Linked DNA regions of Mus musculus: region 1 is linked to region 2. Evidence: chromatin contacts called from public Hi-C data. All regions are on one chromosome and are shown on one strand. The core of a region is the stretch at or near the end of the contact, and the rest is flanking DNA. Distances in the headings are between cores, read along the strand shown.

What was found. A called contact is a pair of places that touch in the nucleus more often than the background predicts.
Region 1: a contact with region 2 is called in a Hi-C map of the N1E-115 cell line, with 3 times the contacts expected there. The contact joins two enhancer-like sites. A contact is called at or near these places in 1 of 39 promoter capture datasets (the 3T3-L1 cell line) and 5 of 484 Hi-C or Micro-C datasets (the 3T3-L1 cell line, the N1E-115 cell line, embryonic fibroblasts and 2 more).

What each region holds. Positions count from the first base shown.
Region 1 is chr6:33,920,061-33,926,401 of GRCm38.p6, forward strand. Exoc4 (exocyst complex component 4) reads left to right here. Exons shown (of 18, transcript NM_009148.4): 17 at 1,318-1,477. Among named protein-coding and RNA genes, the nearest start is that of Gm13853, 69 kb to the right of the region's middle. Within about 2 kb of position 3,676, at least 3 of the 459 cell types and tissues checked have an H3K27ac peak or open chromatin away from gene starts, as enhancers often do. A contact at or near this core is called in the N1E-115 cell line, where this site is marked.
Region 2 is chr6:33,716,154-33,723,188 of GRCm38.p6, forward strand. The region is part of intron 10 of Exoc4 (exocyst complex component 4); the gene reads left to right. Among named protein-coding and RNA genes, the nearest start is that of Gm13853, 270 kb to the right of the region's middle. Within about 2 kb of position 5,243, at least 15 of the 459 cell types and tissues checked have an H3K27ac peak or open chromatin away from gene starts, as enhancers often do. A contact at or near this core is called in the N1E-115 cell line, where this site is marked.

The DNA.
Region 1 (6,341 bases), core at 2,426-4,925, 200 kb after region 2:
GTGCCGTAACCTAGAAAGATTTTTCTTCCTTAAATTTCACGTCCATATTGTGTCTCTTTTTCTTTGAGCCCAAATCTCTTTATTCACTGTAAACAGCATAAATAAGCCCATAGCGTACTAAGTTAATCCACTCAAACTCCCCGGTTTCGTGTGCATTTCTCTCCACCTGCCAGATGTTGTGGATTCATGAATAAAACACACACACACACACACACACACACACACACACACACACACAAACCTTATTTTTAATATGCCTTAAACAGTGCAATGGCTGGACATTTTCAAACCTCCCTGCAGCTAGCACACTCTCCCCTCCAATATTCCTGAATTATTACTTTCTAAAATCTATATTCCATCTCTGCTACCCCAGACCCCTGGGGCCATCTACACCAAGTCTTACATATTGACTGGTTTCTCTCCTGCAGCTCTCGGGCTTACTTGGCCTGCTTCCCCATCATGATACTTCTAAAACCTTCTTCCTCCCATGGTTCCTTGCTCTGGAACTCTAAAGTCCCACCTCTATCTCCCTGTCCAGCCATTGGCCACTGACAACTTTATTTACCAATTAGAACCAGCTGAGGGCAGAGGCCATCAATGTCTCACATGCAGATGTGTAAATTCTTGTGTGATTTTGAGACCCAAATTAACACAAATTGCATTAGAACCAATCCACAACATAAGCCTGTGGTCTTGAAGGGATGTTGGTTGAGAATAGCTAAGGCAAGAGAGAGAATGTCTTGGCCAAGGAGAAACCCACAGTGAAGCCAGAAGGAAGCTATTGAACCTGAGTGTTTGCTGATCTGATTCTGATTGCTATTAAGAGACTCAGACTCTAGGAAAGGAGGATAACAATAAGAGTGGACAATCTTTGGTAGTTCTTGAGTTCTGAGGAAAATAACCTGCTGGAGGCCATCTGTGCGAAAATGGGACATTCTGAATAAACATTTAAAATTATATCCACCTTTTAAAGATAGTTACCTATAACTACTTTATGTTGTATTGAACCATCATTTCTCAGCCTAAATAGAAATATCCAAAAGGAGTCATGGTACTAAAAAAGATGGCTCAGCAGTTAAAGGCTAGATTCACAACCAAAAAGACAATAGGAATCCTTCTCATTTATTGATGTTCTCTAAATCTCTGTAGAAGTATTCTAAGGCTTTTGCCAGATTAGCTATTGCAAATGGTTACATGTTTTCTTGAGTTATTTAAACCTGTAGAAGATGAAAAAGAGTTATCCTCTGTATTAGTTTAAGCCAGATGCCATTAATATATCTCTTCTTCTCTCCTCACTACTCTGTGCTCACCCCTCAGGTCTGGGACACCTCATCTCCTGTATCCTCATTAATGGGGCCCAATACTTCCGGCGCATCAGTGAGTCTGGCATCAAGAAAATGTGTAGGAACATTTTTGTTCTTCAGCAGAACTTGACCAACATCACCATGTCACGGGAGGCAGACTTGGACTTTGCAAGGTATGGATGAATTGGGCTAGATTTCTTATCCAAAGGCTCATGCCTATAGTGAGCTTGTCTTACAAAACAAAACAAAACAAAACAAAACAAAACAAAACAAAACAAAACAAAACAAGAAAACTTACCTTTAAAAAAGAGAGAAAGATGTCTGGAGAAATAGTTCAGTCAAGGTACTTGTGGTACAAGCAAGAGGAACAGAGCTCAAACTCTGAGGATCCATGTAGATGCCATGTGAGTGGGTTTGGTGACTCCCCTGTGATACTAACCTTGGGAAAAAGAGACTAAGACTCCCCAGACCAAGGCCTGGGCTTTACTAGGAGACCCGCCTCTGTGAGAAAGGACAGATGGTGGAGGGCCTCCACATGTGAGCACACACGTGCAAACGAGCACACTTACATGCATTCCATACATGAAGAAAGACAAAAGGGAAGCAGTATTCTTAAGTGACAAAACCAGCCACTCTATACAATCCTCTTCAAAGATTCAGATCCCTCAGGAAGGTAATTTTCCCACTGTGTAGCCTAAGCTGTGTCTTGTTTTGTTTTGTTTTGTTTTGTTTTGTTTTGTTTTGTTTTACGTTTATTTATTTCATGGCAGGGCTAGGAAGGAGCAAGGTGAGGGAGTGAGTGCTGGAGAGTGTGTGTGGAGATAGATCAGAGGACAACTTATGGTTCTCTCCTTCCACCACGTAGGCCCTGGTGACAAGTATCTTTACCTGCTGAGCTGTCTCACTGGGCTTAAACTTAAGTTCCTCACCCTATAAACCGACAGTGACTGTCCTCTGAGTAAGGGAGCACTGTTCGCAACAGTTCACAAGATGCATAAGCGAGTAGGCCCTGCGTTAGCCAAGAGACAGTGAGTGCCGCATGCTCTACCGCAGGCTTTCAGTACATGTGTCGCATGTGTGCATATGATTTCCCCTCTTACAAAATTGAAGCTATGTTAATGTAACTTAAAATATATTCATTTCATGTTGTCATATAGTAGTAATCTTTGAAAACATGGGTTTTTTTTCAAATACTCACTAATATTTCTAGAAAATTTCACTTTCAATAAGTGAATAAATTTGTGGTATAAATTAACAGAAATTTATTTTCTAACCGCTTTGGATGTCGGTGGTTTGCATTTTGTTTCTCTCCTGGTAAGCAAGTACGGAACTTGCCTTTACATGAGCCTGTTTGGACACCGTTTCTGCATTGACCCAGTTAAAACCTGTCCAGTTTTCTTCCCACTGAGAGCAGAGTCGTTGGCCTTTTTCTCCTCAAGGTTGCTCATCACAATTCTTAGTGTCCCTTAATGTCTCCTTCTAAGGCACTTTTTCAAATGGTAGGGTTAATTTTATTTTACACCATTTGGTTTCCACATTATACGATAAATAATCAAACCCTTGGCGCTTTGTTAAACTGTTTTGTAGAATGTGGATCGCAGTACGTAGCAACTCCTCCCACCCTTCCCCCACGCTCTGTTACTTACAGTTAGAAGAACTGGACCTTAAACTGCATTTCCAAATGCCTTTTTAGCTGGAAAAACACTTGTTTTTAGTCCAGAATGTTCTTGTTTAGCACTTCTGGTTTTTTACAGAAACAGACTTTACATTCCTCTAGAAGTTCGGGAAAAAGTAAAATAGTTTTTTGAATAGTTAAGAAAATGACACGTGTAACTGACTATGATAAAGACACGTGTGCTGGGGTCTTTGCTTGGAAAGTGGCCTGCATGTATTCCTTTTTAACTTTTCTAATCTAGTGGGTTGATACCCACTTGCTTCTCTGCCACTCTATCTTCTCCTATATTTTTTACTGTTTGCAGAAAAGTGGTGTGTGTGTGTGTGTGTGTCTGTGTGTCTGTGTGTTCATTAAATTCCATGTTTTATGATAAATTTGGTGGAAAGCCTTTCTTGTTCAGATTAGGGAAACCAGGTGTGACTGAATGCTGCATTTATTTGGCCGCTCTTATGGGAAATGATCTCATTATTGAATTAGTCTATCCATAATAACATTGACAAGGGGAAGTTAAGAACATGGAGGCCTGAGGGATACAAAGAGCCATTACTAATTCTCTGAGGACTATAATTCCTAAATTCAATCATCCTTTTTTAAATGATTTTTTTTATTTAGTTGAAATAAGTAAATTAACACAGTCCTTGGCAGACAGTATGGGGCCCAAACAAATACTGAGAAAACAGCGTCTGCATCATGAAGCCCTGACAGGGTAGCACTGAGATTGGCATCAGTGGGCGATGTTCCAGTGAAGGGTTTCTGCAGGACATAATTGAATGGCAACTCACTCATGCCTTTCACAGTTGGGTTTCTGAATTATATCCAAGGAGTGGGTAAAAGGTGAATGTGACCACCAGGGAGGGTGTGTCTGATGTTAGCCCTGTTCTATAATGGATTATGCAGGCTGGTGTACACATGTAGTGTGAGCAGATTCTGTGCTCCAGATCCTGCAGCAGACACCATCTCTCCTTACTTAAATGGGAAGCTTCTTGGTGCTTAGAACAGAGTACATGATCACTAGATGTGGTGAGAAAATGAGTAAATGCCAAACCAAAGCTGATGAAGAGTTTGCAAAATAACCAGGAAGGTGATCTGCCCTGAAAGTTTTAATCAACAAATATAGTCAATTTTCTATGCCCTCCTAGGAAGCAAGAGTGTGTCTCAATGTTGGAAAGCAGGAGATACCAAATGTTGTAATGTAGGCCATCAGGCCGTGGTCTCTTTCCTCCTCATTTGCTCTTGTTCTCATGTGGCTGTATTTCTCAGCCTTATCTTCCCCTTCTCTTTGAGGTAGGACATAATGTTCTGAAATGGTCTCCATCAATTCTACCAAATTTGAAGCTGTGTAAAATAAATACCAAAAACAGCCAGGACTAAGAGACTGCAGCAGTGTGCCTCAGCATTCCTCAAGCAGTGTCTAATCAAGCATGGACAACGGCACCTGTATTTCCAGTGAATCTCTATAGAAATGTTATCTTCTAACAAGTAATTAATCACCAGTCGCCATGTGTCAGAAAACTGACTTAACGAGAAGTTGTACAACACCTGTAGGTTTTTTCACTGCCACGCATTCCTGGCCGGTCAAAACTATAGCACCTTTCTATACTAAGGAATTAGGGGATGTGGAGTGGTTCTACTTCTGTTGATTTTCCTGCCCACGTCGAGGTTGTCTGTCTCTTTATACACGCTGTACTTTAATCTCTACTGGGGTAGGTTAGGTGAACAGAGAATCAAGACAGCCTGAACATTACCAGGATCACTGAGAGCTCTGTCCTCCATGGTGAAGATCACTTCAATGTTGCTGTCGTTTTGACTCTTCATCCCACCATTTAATTTTCAGAATCAAAAAGATTCACTGCCCAAGAAAATCATAGCAGATTAACTGGAAAGTTTCTGGGTCTCTAAGTGTGCATGGCTGTAGTTATCTATCACCGCTCATCTAAACTTGAGCTGCCATGTTCATTTACAGAAATAAGTCACCAAGGCCACCGTGGATGCCATGTGGTAGGAGGACAGAGCTCAGCAGAAGGGTAATGAGCTGTGTGACAGGATTATCTGCCAATCTCTGTAGATTCAAAAAGAACATCCCAGAGTGGTTTCCCCGGTTCCTCTTCTCTTTCTCATATCTTCCTTTTCGCAGAGAATAGAACATTTGTTTGAATTTGGATTTAGGTTGTGTTGGGGGTTTTTTGTTGTTGTTGTCCTTGATTTTTGTATGTTTGGTTGGCTGGTTGGTTTGGTTTTTAGGAGGGAACTGGGGGATTGGAGGCTTTTTTGGGTTTTTGTTGTTGTTGTTTGAGATAGGGTCTCACTATACAGCGCTGACTGGCCTAGAGCTTTCTATGTAAAGTAGGCTGCCCTCGAACTCATTGGAATCCGACTGTCTTAAAGGTGTAGCTGCTAAGCCTGTCTACTCTTCCTTTTGTTCTATCTTTCCCATACTGCTTTGCATTCTACTTTCCTCATTAGCAGTCATGACTCATTACCCCCCCACACACACACACACATTTTGTATTTCTTTAGACAAATGTCTTCATTTAAACCTTTCAAAGATAAGGAAATGAAAGCTGAAGTTCCAGAGGTGGTAAGGAGACCATTTCTAAGATGGAGAACAGAACATTTCTTTACATTATTATTCCTTTATTCAGTGAACACTTATTTTCTGGAAGTGTCTCCTCTCTCTTGGTCCTACCCTGGAGGAACTTGCATTGTTATAAGGTAAAATACAAATGAATAGATAGGTAAAACTATGATAGATAAACTATGTTAGATGATGCAAGAATGTCAGTTCTGATGAACTTGCAAATATGAACTTTCATATTGAGAGGCAAAAACCAAACTAGTAAGTAGAATGCAAAATATGTCAGTTTTTCAGACATGCTATGATTTTTTTAAAAAACTAAGCTTAAAAAGGAAAATTGAGAGTACAGGGTTTAATTTCAGCACTCATGAGAGTTCTTAATGAAATGATCATAGTTAGAGGGTGGGATCTATAGGAAGAATGGGAACAAGCCTTTACTATATCTAGGAAAAGACCATACCAGAAAGACCAAAGGGACGCACAGGATGAAGACCCAGAGAGAGGAGTGTGTTTGGTGAGGAAAGCAGAAAGGTGAGGATGGATAGAGCAAGAAGAAGAGGTGGGATCATGAATGTATGCAAAGGAGCTAAGAGCTCAAGGCCATTGTAGTGACACCAACTTTCATTAGAAGGAAATAGGAGACACTAACACGGAGGGAGAAGTGTGTCACAATCTGAACCCTCCTGTCTGCTCGGAGAATCAGAGGCCTGGGGAGGAGGCCAGCATATAAACAGAAGGATCCATCAGAAAAGCACCCACAGTCATCCTTCAGGTCAGCCATGGTGAC
Region 2 (7,035 bases), core at 3,993-6,492:
ACCTACTTCAAGAATGTGTTACCTGCATGAGGAAACTGAATTGTTTTGTTTCTTTTTGCTATTGTCTCTTTACTGGTGGATAGGAATCTCTTCTACATCTGCCATTTGACAAGAAGAGTACAAGTTTTGATGTCTCTATGTTGTTGCTCAATTAAACAGCAGGGTAGTACGTACTTCAGAGACTGCCCCTCCGTTCACTTTCTCACACTGCTGGCTTCACTAACACAATTTGTACATGAGTTTCAGTTCTATATTCACTCACTATTCAGTCTTCTTTCAGGAGCTAATTGAAAATCTTGCCTCTTGTTTCAGACATTTGGCACATGTTACCCCAAGCCCAATTCCTTTGTGTGGCAAAAGGGACCATGAAAGAAGGCTAATTGACCTTTTTGTGAATAAAGGACTTCAAAATTCGAATGATGAATCAGGGTCCGTTATGAATGTAGACATGATTCATTTATTACTCTCATTAGCCTTTAGTGTGTGAAAGAGTCAACTCATGTTTAATTTGTGTCCTTTTACATCATCAACATATTATTTTTTAGGAGTTATCAAATGTTCAAGAGCTAACATTTGGCTTGGAGCAAACCTATTCATATGCCAAATAATTTGGCTGAAGTTCAGAAAACTGTTGATTTGGGTGTTCAGTGATGTCCTTCAAAAACTCCAGCTTTTATGTTTCTTGATTGCAGGCTGGATGCCACGAACTTGTCCCCACTTCACTCATACCCTGCTGATTGCTTTGTATCAAGTGCTTACCTATGATGCACTATGGTATAACAAACACGAAACAAAACTGTCCTATAACAAAAAAGCTCCTGTAGCTATCTAGAAAGTAACTATGACAGAATCAAAAACAAAAAAAATAAAACAAGCAAATGATCAAAAAAAAAAAGGGGGGGGTCTTAAATCTCTTTTAAATACAAGACTACCTTCAGGAGCAAGAAAATAGTTTCATTTGTAGTTTCACATGTTGTTTTAAGTATCTTTTGTTGCAGTTGAATATTTAGTAAAATGGGATTTTAAGTTCTATATGGTTTTATTAGGATCATCAACAATTCTTGTTCCTTATCAAGGAAGGTTCTTTCGGCTTGGTATTTACCAGACTCTCTAATTAAAACCCATAGAGTAGTGTATGTGAATAGCTCTTGTAGTGTATGTGAATAACAGGATCATTTAAATTTTATTTCACCAGAATACATTTTAAAGAAACCTTTTTGCTGCTTCCTCTATTTAGATCAGATGGAAAGACATTATATGGCAGTAAAATACTTTCTGCTGAGGGTCCTGTAGCAGTCCTTTCTCAGGTGGTAAAAAGTGATTCCACACTACCAATGTTTTTCTTCTAAATAAAACGGCAAGGCAGTATTACGAGTGCTGGCTGAAGCCAGGCATGGTGGCGCACGCCTTCAATCCCAGCACTGAGGGGGCAGGTGGGTTTGTGAGTTTGAGGCCAGACAGGGCTACATACTGAGATCCTACCTCAAAAATAAACAAAAACGGAAAATTGCTGATGTAATCATGGATGCCTTACTTGGAATTGTGGTTAGAATCTACTGTCCAGTATAGATAATGCATGTGATTGCAGACCTTAGATGGGGTCTGAGATAAAATTGGGTATGCAGACTTGGAACCAGACTGTTGTTTCAGATCATGGCCAATTACCTGTGCTGTACAGCACTGTGTGAGCTCCAGAAGGTTGTCTCATCGCTTTGTGCCTTCACTTTCCCGACCCAGAATATGACTCAGTAACAGTAGAGTCACCTTTTGTAAGGACTAAACTTGTTCATACATATGAAGTTACTTGAACTGTCTCTGGCATGTATATAATTTATTATGCATATGGATATATGATATACATAAGACTATTTCCATAGGCAGGTAAAATGTTTGTTTTAGTATTATACCCAGTCCAAGTAGTATTCTCTTCCTTGGGAATCAGTGATATTTGCAAGCGAGGTCTCTAATAGTTTTTACCTATTTAATAATTAAAAGTCATTATGAAAGGTTAACAAACTGTATTTGATTGATGAGCATAGCTCTTATGCTACTCCAAATATTTAAATTTTAGACAAGACTGAAGTGTAATTAGTACAAAAGAAGGGTCCAAAATATTAAAAATGGGAATTTTGACCCAAATTTCCATCTATGCCACTTTATGTTGGCTAGTGTCTTAGTGGCTATTTAATGAAGGAATCCAAAAGGAAACCAAGTCTTTCATGAACTTATTATTGTTATTAATAGTAATATCAGTGTTATGTGGGGCTTGGCCAGAAATAAAGGTTCACTGTGGTCCTCACTTCCTTCCAGAGTACAACCACAGTCCTGTAACAGCTTAGCTCTTCCCACCATTGTTCATTTGGAGTATCAGCATAGCCAAGCTTTTGAGCTGTTTTCCACTTTGTGGTGTCACAAAGCAGAACAAACGCTACTCAAGCAATAACTATGTTATCTAATCCCTGATTAGTCTACTGCTAGGGATCCTCCTCTCCTTTAATTTAATTCTACTAAAAAGCTAACAAGATTCCTTTCCCTTCTGATTTAGCCTCATATGGGCTGCATCAGTGATTCTTAAGTAAGTTGTTACAGTGTTAATTAAGATTTTGTGGTCAGGCTCCATCCTTTAATAGATATGATAGGATTTGACTTCCTCTGTATTTTCAAGTAAGCAACCTTCAAACATTCTATGATCTCTCTACTACTGAGAAGATTTGATACACTGGAGGGATGCTGAAGCAACAAGCCGTCTATTGATTTGTCTTTGAGTATAATTGACTCATCCCTAAGAACCTTGGGTGCAAAAGGACCCCTAGAATCTCCGTTTGTTTTTTGGTTGTTTGTTTTTACTGTGGAGTTGCATTGGGAAGCTAATCTTGTTCAGGTCTGCCACAGGCTTTGCTTTCAGATACTCACAGTTATGCCTACTGCCCTCTTCATTCTATCAGTGAAAAGTTTAAATACTATGCCCTCCTCTATTAAAATGGGGTTTCTTTTCTTTTTAGTGACTTTCTCAATACTACTAACTCTTTATTTGTGCTTCAGTGCTAGGTTAAAGAAAAATGTGGGTTTGTAGTACTATAATATTCAAAGAGTAGAAAAACAAGAGACAGAAGAACAGTTTAATACCTGGGAACCACAGCTTCTAAACTTTTTAGAACTTACCTCAGCCTCTGGATCATTCAGGAAAGTCTATGTACTGACTTGTAGATTCAGGTCAGAGACTCATCCCCATAGTTTGCCCTGGAGACATTAGTATATTTAGGGGGAACTAGGAAAAGCAGCCACTTAGTGATAGGGGAATGTTAGAACTAATAGTCACTAGCAGTGCTTGACAGCCAGCTGTATTTTCATCTCTGTTGATCAAAGTATCGCCTAATATCTTAGCATTTAGAGTTAATATGCTTTCTAAAATCCCACTTTCTTCATATTTGAAATAAGTCTTTGTTCCTTTAGTTGCTTTCTAAGAACCTTTTAATTACAATTTGATCATATAATTTGTCAGAATTGCCACACCAATAAAATTTTGTTTTGTTTTTCTAAATCTAGAAAGGGAAACATGAACAATATGAGCAGCCCCGTCTATGTGTTACAGTGAGAATTTGTCATTAAACATATTTTAGCTGGCTTTTCATATTAATAGAGAGACAGCCTTTTCACTAAGGCTTGAAAACACTCCCGGATTCAACAGAAGTCCATCAAAAGAGTTTTGCACAAATAAATCTTGTGTGTCATGTCTCCTTTTCTTTCCCAGAATTCTACTATAATAAGATCCCAGATTGGGTGGAAATGACTCAGTTTCTACAAGACATGCCATACCCAGTCCTTGGCAAGGAGTATCTAAGAAATCATGGCCTGTCACAAACCTCCAAAGATCTACAGGACCTGTAAATCCTACACCCCACAGCAGATTCTCTCATTTGGTGATCTGTCAGGAATATCCACAATGACAACAGCTTACATTAGCATGGTGATATATTTTTAAATTGAGAATTAACCTTTGTTGGCTAAAATTGAAAATGAGAATTGAATGCACTAGAGAAAACTCTTGTTCTAACCTGAGCTTCATATTGACTGCTCACAAAGCTGGAAAGATGACCTTTCATTGCTGTAGAGTCACAAGGCCATGCATAATCAGCCACTCTCACAATAGTAGATTACAATTCCTATGTTCCCACCATGCTTTGGTTCTAAAAACTAATGTCAATTTTTAAGGATTTTTTCTGTGGTACATCATCTAAAAGCACAAGTCTGAAGCTATTTATGGTTTAGTGGGTGAAGGGCTTTTGTCACAGAAGCATGAGGGCCTGAGTTCAAATCCACAGAACCCAGACAAAAGACAGAATACTGCATGTCTGTAATCACAGCAATCCCCTGAATGAGGGGACATGGAGGTCTGAGAGTCCCCAAAACCTTCTGGGTCACTGTGCTGGCTTATTTTATGACATCTTGACATAAGCTAGAGTCATCTGAGAGGAGGGAACCCCCAATTGAGAAAAGGCCTCTATAAGACTGAGCTGTAGGAAAGTCTATAGAGCCCAGCCCATTGCAGGTGGAGTCATCCCTGAGCTGGTGGTCCTGGACTCTATAAGAAAGCATGCTGGACAAGCCACGGGGAGCAAGCCAGTACACAACACCCTCCATGCACTCTGCATCTTGCCTCTAGGTTCCTGCCCTGCCTTCCTTCAGTGATGGACTATGATGTGGAAATGTAAGCTAAATAAACCCTTTCCTCCCCTACGAACAATACAGCAAGAGTTGGTAGACTTGAGCGTAGGGTCTGTGTTTGACATGTACAACTTCCATTTCTTGAGGATGTCATTTCCCTTCTCTAGGATTGTTTCTTTGTCTGCAGAATGTAAATACTGGAATAGCAAGGAGGATAGACAGTCTTTTCTTTCAAAAGTTCACTGATCCATTCAATAACTAGGCTAAACCTTGATGATAGCAGCCCTCAAAACCCATATACTCAAATCTTTTGGGGTACTTGGTATATATGTAGAGAATTTTCTGCATTTCCATGAGGTCCATACCTGATTCATCATGGTCATTAGACTGGACCGGTAGAAACCTGGGCTGAAATTCCCAACTGTACTCTTGGCTTGGTCACAGCCCTTATGCCCGGGCATGTTGTCTGACTTATCTTTAGTTCTACCAGCTGCAAACACAAACAAGGCTTCCTTCCCGACAAGCTGTGTGATGAATGACAGCACGATAGTCTTGTTGTGTCAGCAGCAACCTATGCTGATGTTAATTATAACCTTGTGGTTTCTGTTTCCTATTAGAGCTGTGCCTTTGTCCTCCTAGCTCTTGAGGTGTTTTTCTACTTATTTGTATTAGGGATGAGGACAGCCAAGTTGGCTCTGCAACAGAAGGCTGCCAAGTATCATAACTGAATTATAGTGTTTACTGAAACCAGTATCTCTTAAGCTTTTGTTTAAACCATGTTAACTTTCATAGCTCAGAGGAATTCATCAATCCTGACTACTAGTTATTTGTCAAAATGCTACATTAGGAAATAAAATGTTTCTGCATATCTAGGTTTCCTAAAATAAATGTAACCTCTGAGGGTATGCAAGCATTCTAGGATTCATACTAGTTAGATGCTTGGGCCCCTGGGCTTACAAATAAGCAAATATCCTTCCTTGGTTTTGGAAAACTGTTGGATTATTTCAGATCACACACATACACCCATCTTTGGGGCCTTAAGGGCATTAACATTAATGGAAGTGATGCAAAATTCAATTAGAAATTATCTGATGCTCCCTGCATGTCGATTTCACTCTACAAGGAGCCTCTTCTGCAGAATCTGCCTGAACAGATGAGACTCGGCACAGGCAGGGAGAAAGCTGTCAGAGGAGAAATTTCAAATAAGGGCAGAAAAATGATCCCAACATGGGAGCCCTCTTCACAGCATTACCCTTAGCAGAAGTAGAGCCTAGGGCAAGTCACATTATAATAGACCTAAAATATTTTAAATGAATGCCAAGGAAGACTGCTACTTTAGATTAAATGTTCCTAGGACTAGAGTAAATAACCATAATTGAACATGCAGAGAGACTATAGTGATATCAAAGTCTGATTGCATTGTGTGGACTATACAGGACAAAATAAGGTTCTGGAGACCTATTTCCTGGCTTAAAGGGCATGACACTAATGGATTCTACCCTAGTCACAAGCCTGAGGCATGGGAGAGAATCATGCCAGAGTGGAAAGACTCAAATATCAAGACAGACCAGGGTTTAAATTCAAGCTGTGTCCTTCAATTCCCTAGTGGCTTTCAGCAAACTACTGTACTTCATCTTTAAAATGAGAATAATGTGATTGGGCCTTGTGGTACATGTCTGTAATCCCAACACTTAGAAGACTAAAACAGGAGTAATGTAAGAGTACATACAAATAAACACAAAAACACATACATAGAAAAGTGATATCAGTCTCATAGAGGTTCTAGGAAGACTAGAAGTGAAGCTCATATTCATTCTGATGGTACTTGATATCATAGCATTCAGCAAAGTATTTTTATTTATTTACTTATTTAATGTATATGGCTGTTTTACCTACATGTGTGTCTGAGATATATATATATGTATGTATATATATATATATATATGTATATATATATATATATACATACATACATACACACATATATATACACATATATTCACACACATATATATATACATATATATACACATATATACATGTATATGAGTGTATATATATATATACACATATGTGTGTGTGTGTATACATTTAGCTTCTTCCTAATAGTGTATACACACACACACTCACACACATATGGCCCTTGGAAGCCAGAAGCGAGTGTTTGATCCTTTAGGACATTGTGAGTCATCATGTGGGTGCTAGGAATTATGAAATATCTGGTTGTTTTTCATATGATTCAGTTTGCTTTCTGTGGACAGCGTATGAATGTGATAAATTCTTCATACTTCCATCCTTATGTTCCTACATAATGAAAGAGTAGTCAGTTCTTTTAACCACTGAGTTGCCTCACCAATGACCCTCAATAAA